2 separate regions of the Anas platyrhynchos genome follow, and region 2 is linked to region 1. The links are chromatin contacts, called in public Hi-C maps. All regions are on one chromosome and are shown on one strand. The core of a region is the stretch at or near the end of the contact, and the rest is flanking DNA. Distances in the headings are between cores, read along the strand shown.

Region 1 (3,995 bases), core at 193-2,692:
TCTTAGTCCTCAGCCTTCTGCTTTGCTCTAACACCTGATCAGTACCATTTCAGTGACAGAAATAAGAGCGGAGGCAGACAAGGCTGACTTATCAGCCACTGGGTTCACACATAGGAAAGAAAGATGTCACCTGTTAAGCTGAAACAGGAGGAACACGTTTAATTGTTTACCAACAATTTTTGGATATCAAAACACTATTTGGAGAGACACTTTCATCCTAGGAGAGGTGAGATTTTTCCTCACTACTCACACAGCAAGATGCTTGTATTATAGAAACCAAAATAAGGCTAAGTAATTTTGCCTTTTATGCCTGTATCTGTTCAGGTGAACCTAGAGGTTCCCAACCTACCTGTGCGGTGGTGACCGTGCACAGCACCTCTCCTCGGTACGCGCTCATGATCTTCCCAAAGGCAGACACAATGCCTGGAGTGTAGCGCAAGCGACCGTTCTCAGCCAGCAAGTCTGGATGGAAGAAGTAGATGTGTCAAAAGGGTTTAAAGCACCCGCTGGAAGCAGATTTGGTTTGCTACCAGTAACAACCACCAGCCTTGGATGTTTCTCAAAATCAAAATGATTACTCACTCATCAGGTTGACAGTAATAGGGGACATCTTCTCTTTTGCTAGAGCGTCATTCACGGCTTTTTGTTTAACTGTGCTCTTGGTATGAGGGTTCATAACAACACTGGACAGTTTGGGGTCCTTCAAAAGAGTCTAAGAGGACACACACACAACATTATAACAATAAAATGAACACACCACAAGTCCTCCAGGCGTGAACAAACCATCCAAGTGGGCAACAAGGTCGCTCCTTGAGCGAGCCTGAAGAGATGAGAAGCTAGCAGGATGATGGCTGCCCCACATACAGCTCACTTACAGGAGGTATCTTTGTTTTAGGGGTGTTTTAGGGGTGTTGCTCCCCTCGCACAGCTTGGACCCGCAGTCCAACCTCCCCCCCCAAAGCAGGGGCACCCCACGCCCCAGGTAGATGGCTGCTGCCGGGCTGCTCACCCACACGCGGAGCAGCTCCTTCTCCACCTGCTCCAGCTTCTTCTGCTTGGTGGCGGCCGAGTACAGCGCGGTGGCATAGCGGCCCTCCAGCCCGTACACCTGCACGGGGGGCTAAGGGCGACAGCGCGGCTCAGGGGCAGCCCCAGGACGGGGGGGACCCGCCGGCTCCCACCCCCTCCCCACTCACCTTAACCAGCTTGGACACCGGCCTGGCCGCCGACGTGCTCAGCTGCCGCACCTGCGGGACGGGACAGCACAGCGGTGGCTTCACAGCCCCTCACCGCCTCCCCCCTTCCCTCCCTGCCCGCCCTCTCCGTGCCATCACCTTCAGCGCCAGCCCCGCCGCCGCCATTTTGTTTCTGTCCGCTGGAGGTCACGGCGCCGCCCGGCCCCGCGCAGGCATGGCGGCCGCACCGCCCCTCAGCGCTGCGCGGCTCGCTGGGGGATGTAGGCTGCTGGCTGCTCCCTCCCCAAACCAGCTCCACATGCAGGGCGGACCGGGAGCGCTAGGTGTTGCTGTTGCCACAAGTTGGAGGATTAGTGCTCGCTCTAAAGCAGAGAATTAGGCTAGGCTTTCCTCAAGGCTTCCTCTTTAGGAAGCTGGTACAGCATCCCCTCAGAAACACGATGCTGTAACCCATATGTGGTGCTCTGGGTGCTGGAATTGAGCTCCTGTATCGCCGGTTGTATTTGCTCTGGGGACATGCAAAGCCACAAGTGTAGTTCATGAGAGCTTTAACCGTTCTAACACCATTCTTCTTGATATTTTTAATAACTTCGGTACTAAGAAAAACACATCTAAAATGAAGAAAAGGATTTGTTTAAGGAAAAACACACATTCTGTATTTTTTTTTTGTTGTTGTAATGTGCATGCACTGAAACTTGGGAAAAGTACAGAGAATGCATTTGTTTGAAATGGGGTCCTGTATCCAAAATTTCATTAGAGTAACCCTGAAACACTCCATGATCTTTTAGTCACTATCCATTGTATTTGAGCAGTTGTGACAGTCCAATGAAGTTCCTGCTGACTGGAAAAGAGGAAATATAATGCCTATTTTTTAAAAGGCATTTTTTAAACGGGAAAAAAAGAAGACCTGGTGAACTAGAGGCCAGTCAATCTCACTTCTGTGCCCAGCAAGATCATAGAGCAGGTCCTCCTGGATACTATGCTAAGGCACATGGAAAACAAGGTGACTGTTGACAGACTCAAGTTTTTTTCCTCCTACAAAGCATTTGGACTCCCTGTAGTGCCCGTCCTTCATTATTTGACATTTACCTCTATCCCTTGTTTCAGCGTGTTCATGTAGGTTCAATACCACTGAGCACTCATGCACATACTCTGATTACAAGGTCATGAGAAACACCTGGAAGAACATCCACTTGCAGGTCTGTTGGTTTATGTGGAGGTCACTGCTTGTGGCACTGTAACCTCAGAGTACTCATTCTTAGGAAATATAGTGTTATTCATATTCATAATGCATCATAACAAGCATTCTCCTGTTGATACAGACTAGATCTGAAATCCTACTAAATATAGCCTCTCTACTTCTATTTGAGAAATCTTCAAAGTAATTTGAGTTTAGATTAATTTAAACACACGCTTGTGCTTATTGAAGACATGGACTTCACACATGCCTAGCAGCCACAGAGCTCACTGTAATCAGCACTTTTAAGTCTCTAGAAAGAATGTGATAATTCTTCATTATTATTCTACCATGGTAGCAGTGGGGAAGTGTTTCAAGCAGGGTCCAGCTGCATGAGTCATCATAAAACTCGTAGTAAGACAGACCGTTCCAGAGTGCTTGCAGCATGTAGAGGTAAAATGAGATGAAGCTTGTAACAACACATCTGGTGTCCTCACGATGATGAGAGCATATCTGTTTATTTCCACAAAATGTGCCAAACTTAGCCTCCACCGAACTACGGCCAGCTCCTTCAAAAAGCACATGAAATACCAAAAACCCCTCCAGTAATTAAACTAGTGACTCAAAATCTTTAAGGAGGCTAAAAACACCAAGTACTTTAGTCCCTCACCTTGAAAATCACCTGAAACCTTAGCTTTCGGCCTGTTTGGAGTGCTCCTCTGCACCTGCTAGCCAGTAATTGCAGCCAGCTGTTTCCCTTTGGCTGAGCCTGGTATTCCCATACTCAGCATGGGAGGGTCCCAGAGCAGCCAGGGTGTAGCTGCAAACAAGTTCCTGACCTCTACAAAAAGTTTGTTATTTACAAGAAACAGAGGAGACTTCCACTCGCAGGCTCGAGTTAGGTTCAGGGAATGTGACACAGAAAAGCTATGACCTACCTCACCTCTCTGTTGCTACTGTGGTTTTGCTCCTGTGGCTGCTGAAGGAAGCTTTTTTTTTTTTTTTTTTTTTTCCCTTCTTTCAGGGTCTGCCCTTTTATTTCCCAGAAGCAGTGAGTGCTCCTGCTGAATCTAATTCACTTGGTTGTTTTTCGTACCTTTGCCCTGCAAACTGTTCTGCATGGGCAGGTAAGTGCAAGTGCTCTGTCACACGGGCTCCCTGGGGACTAAGCTGTCGCAGGTGGAGTGACCCGCACACTAAAACCTAGCTGCCTAGGCAAGACCTGACTCATTTTGCCATTAACAAAAGGGTTTTTCACTCAGTAACAGCAGGCAGACAACATTTTCTTTTTTCCTTCCAAGCTGGCAAGAGCGATTGTAAAACCACATAGATTGTTAGGGGAATTCAGAATAGGAGCAGCAGCCCTATTAATTGAGTTAGGATGCTGAACTCACTGACCTCAGCATTGGAGCACTCCACTGAAAATTATTTGTAGGGGCATTTGCAAAACCAAGCACCTGTGCCTACATTTGCCTGCCCTCCAAAGGGGATTTCCATCTAGCACTGCTATATGATAAAATAATAAGTCGTTATGATGTTATTGTGCCACGAGCACCCCAGAAGTATCACGTGTACGACAGTTTACTTTCTGTGCTGCCATAGTAATCTGTTGTAAAAGGGAA
Region 2 (3,801 bases), core at 179-2,678, 370 kb after region 1:
AAGGAAAAAATAAATAGAATGAATAAGAAAAAAGAAGATTGTTATTTCAGTAATGCATAAGACTTGGTTCTGATCTAAGCTTAGTATGTGGAGACTGAGAGCCTTTGGAATTAAAACAGAAAGACAAAAAAATGGTTTAAGTGTTTAAACACTTCCCAATCTTCTGCGTAATCGTGCATTTATGTACGTGCATATGTGTTTTCAAAATACACCCTTTAAGGTTATAGAATTCACCTACGAAAAATACTATTACCACCAGCAACTGAAGATACTGGAACTGATTATGTTTTGCTAAGTACATTTAGAGTGAACTTGAATTAGAGAGGGCAAATCCCTGTGAAGGTGCCATTCCCTTCCTAGCAGCAGGTGCCCTGCGTGATACAGGGTTACACTGCTGTTAAAAGTTACATAATTTTAGAAAGTAATAGAGATGGTGCAGCTATATTGTACTCCAACCTCCAGCTCATTTTTAATGCAGTGCAACTGTTCATAGCCTTCAGCTGTTGGACCTCTGCTGTATCTACTCTAAATTGTTTTTCACAGAGACAGCCAGTTATTGTAATAGGATTTTAAACCAGTACACTTATTGCCTAATTTTTCAAGTCGGTTTCATTTTGAATTTTTTTTTAAGAAATGAGCATCTCCTTCAGCATCAAAGGAAATAAGAGCTTGATGGCAAAAAGGAGTGTAAAAATAAGAGAGAGAAATGCTGGCTTCGCTGATTCTTTAATTCTGGGCAGCAGTGCCACAGGTAAGAGGAGGCAAGCTCGACTTGAATTCAAGTTCCATCAGGAAAGCCAGGGACGAGGTGAGCAGCAATGCTGAAGCGTTTATATCAATTTATTAGACCTGGATGTCTCAGGCAGCGCGTAACATCCCTCTGACACCTGCTGTCACCCTGCCCTGCTCCGTCAGAGCGGCGTGCAGCCCTTTTAAGCCCAGTCGGGCTCCACAGACTCCCCAGCAGCTCCCTCCCCCTGCTCTCAGGGCAGCCCCACGCCCCTCGGGCTGCCTCCCCCATCCCTCCCCGCTCCCCCCCGGGGCGGCGCGGCCCTCACCCGGCACGGCCCCTCCTGGAAGACGCGCGGGTCGAGGTTGCAGGCGATGGTGGCGGTGGGCAGGTCCGCCAGCGCCTCCGCCTCCATCGCGCCGTCCACCAAGCTCCAGGCCGCCTCGGCCGGCAGCGCCTCCTCTTCCTCCTCCTCCTCTTCGTCTCCTTCCCGGGGCGACGGCTCCGCTGAGCCCCTCCCGCCGCCGCCGCCGCTCTCCATGGCCGGCGGCGAGCGGAGCCCCCGCTGCGGGGCGGAGCGCGGCTGAGGCGGCGGCCGTTGGTCCCCCCCCGCGGCCGTTTAACCGTCGCCTTCCTGCTCCCCCCCCGCGCGCAAGCCCTATAGGCGGCGGGTGCTGCCGCAACAGGTGGCCCGCGGCAGCGCGGCGCTGCCCGGCGCCATCTTGAGTGAGGGCAGCGCCGCCCTGAGGGGCGTTAAATAGGAATTAAAAAAGGAGGTGTTTTTAGCAAGGCACCGCCGAATGACTCGTGTTTCTCTTGTCTGCCCCCAAAACTACCTGATGTAGCTCTTGATTTTCTGCAGAGGGTTTCATGGTGCTGCAGAGTCAAGGGGAATAAAAAGCCTGTTGGGAGAGTTGTGTCGTGGGGTGTTTTTGTCACTTCTCCCTTACCTTGGACCCGAAGGAGGCATATTCTTAAAGGCTTTTTTTTTTTTTTTTTCCTAGTGATGAAAGTCTATAAGGGACAGCTGCACCTTTCTTAGCTAAGCTGAAGGAGCTGCTCGTGTCAGACATTCTGCAGATGCCAAAAGCTTATCTATTTGTGCCGAGCTGCTTAGTCCAACGTAACTGACCTAGACAAACACTTTTCTTACATACATGTGTATACAGCAACACACTTTAGCATAAGACCTTAGAATGAACTTCATATGACATGCTTTTTTTTTTTTTTTTTTATATATATATAAATGAAGTTACTGTGATATTCACATATCAACCCCAAATATCCTGTCCTTGTAGAAGAGTAGCACAGAAGAGTTAAAGGTAGTAAGGAGTGAAAAGATGTTGGATGATAGCTGGCAAAATTCTAACTCAATCTTCGACCTCCACAGGGCTGAGTAAGAAAGCAGGAGGTCTGAAAGTGGGAAGTGCAATCCCTCCAAAAGCTGTTTTCTCACCAAGACCAAAAGAGGGCTACCACAAGAACACCACTTTTAGCAAGCTGAGGTGCTAATCCTATTCTCATGTTCAATTTCCAAGAAACTTCTCACAGACGTGAGTGAGGAGGCACCTGTCATTTATATTACATCTCAGTCCTGGGACTTAGAAAGCAGTATGTCATCACACACTGATCTTGTCAGCCGGCGTCATCTATCCAGAGGCTCAAAAAATCCTGTTTCAATTCAGAATGTCTGGTGTTCTAGATTGCAATTTAAACTATATCTTTGTAGATAACACGTGTTAGCATGCACTTGGAAAAGAATTACCATGCCACACACAGGACTGGATTTTGTAACCAGGCTATAAACATATTGATACAGACTACAATGGGTCACTTGTTGAGCAACATTTATTAATGATTTAAAATATGGTATGGCAAATATTTTTAATGATGTTCTAAGTAACATATTTTTACTGATCTTTTCTTCCAAAATGCAGCAATATTTTGGTGGTGTAAAGAACCTCTGAAGAAACAATTTTGAGGGTTGAAAATTATGTGCTACCTACTAATTTGCATTGTGCAAAGTTTACAGCAGAGACAACAACCCCTGTACTTGAGATAACTACTGTTATCTTTAGTTAGCATTGCTGACTTTTTTTTCCCAACAGATCAAAGACTTTAAAATGACGAATTACTGGTCTCAGTCAATTTTAATGAGATCTTGCAGGATACAACAAGGCAAAAAATACCAGGCAAAGAGATGATCATTTGCCTTCTCCCTCCCTCCTACATTTTTTTTCAGACTCTGTAATCTGTCTGTTGTAATCCATTCAAGCCTTTCTCAGAGAGAGACACATCTTACGTGCAGCATATTTTCGTGACTGATTGCTCTAAGTCATGTAAGTCTGTTTATATTTTCACACAATTTTTCACAAAAATCCAAATAAATGGTATTTTATAGTAAATGTCACGTATATGAACTTGCTGAAACATTTTAGAGCTAACATTTCAACCTTTAGATAAGTTAATATAATTTTAAATCTTATTCTATGCTCTCAGATTTTCTTCCTGATAAGAGCAGTGATAGCTTCTCAAAGGAGCGAGTATCTGTACTCTCTGTTTCAAGAGTCTTAGCCCTCTACAGAAACCTCACCTGAGGAACCTGAACAAAAATCTTTTGTTATAAGTATTTAAAAGTTCTCATAGAAGAAGCAAAACCTGCCAGCAACAAATTCCTGTGATTGCCGCTTGCCATGTTACTGTTATGAAAGCCGTTCAAAATCATAAAACTGGCCACTACTGGTCTAATGGCATAAACCACCACCAGCTGGTAATTGCAACCAGGTGTCAGATTTGTGGATGAAAATAAGTCATTAATTATATTTGTATCATAATAACACCCAAAGCTCAACTGAGATCACTATCACATTGTTCCAAGCACTGCAGTCTGAGGACCTATCTGCCCAAAGAGCTGAAAAGTTCAGGCAGACAATTCAGAGAAAGCAAGCATTGCCGGCATTCTAGAAATACAGCAAACACCAATATGAAGTGACCACCACCACCGCCCAGGCATTAATTCAGTTGTGAACTTCAGAAGAAAAATTAAACCTCACTCTCCCTAATCCTAATGT

The links. A called contact is a pair of places that touch in the nucleus more often than the background predicts.
Region 2: a Hi-C map of skeletal muscle shows a contact between it and region 1, with 2.2 times the contacts expected there. The contact joins the promoter of RCAN1 here to the promoter of ATP5PO in region 1. A contact is called at or near these places in 2 of 8 Hi-C or Micro-C datasets (skeletal muscle and subcutaneous adipose tissue).

What each region holds. Positions count from the first base shown.
Region 1 is chr1:111,048,972-111,052,966 of IASCAAS_PekinDuck_T2T, forward strand. It overlaps ATP5PO (ATP synthase peripheral stalk subunit OSCP), which reads right to left and starts at 1,443. Exons shown (of 7, transcript XM_027449157.2): 1 at 1,335-1,443; 2 at 1,197-1,247; 3 at 1,010-1,120; 4 at 583-712; 5 at 350-462. The coding sequence starts at 1,361.
Region 2 is chr1:111,414,304-111,418,104 of IASCAAS_PekinDuck_T2T, forward strand. It overlaps RCAN1 (regulator of calcineurin 1), which reads right to left and starts at 1,429. Exons shown (of 4, transcript XM_027449144.3): 1 at 1,059-1,429. The coding sequence starts at 1,271.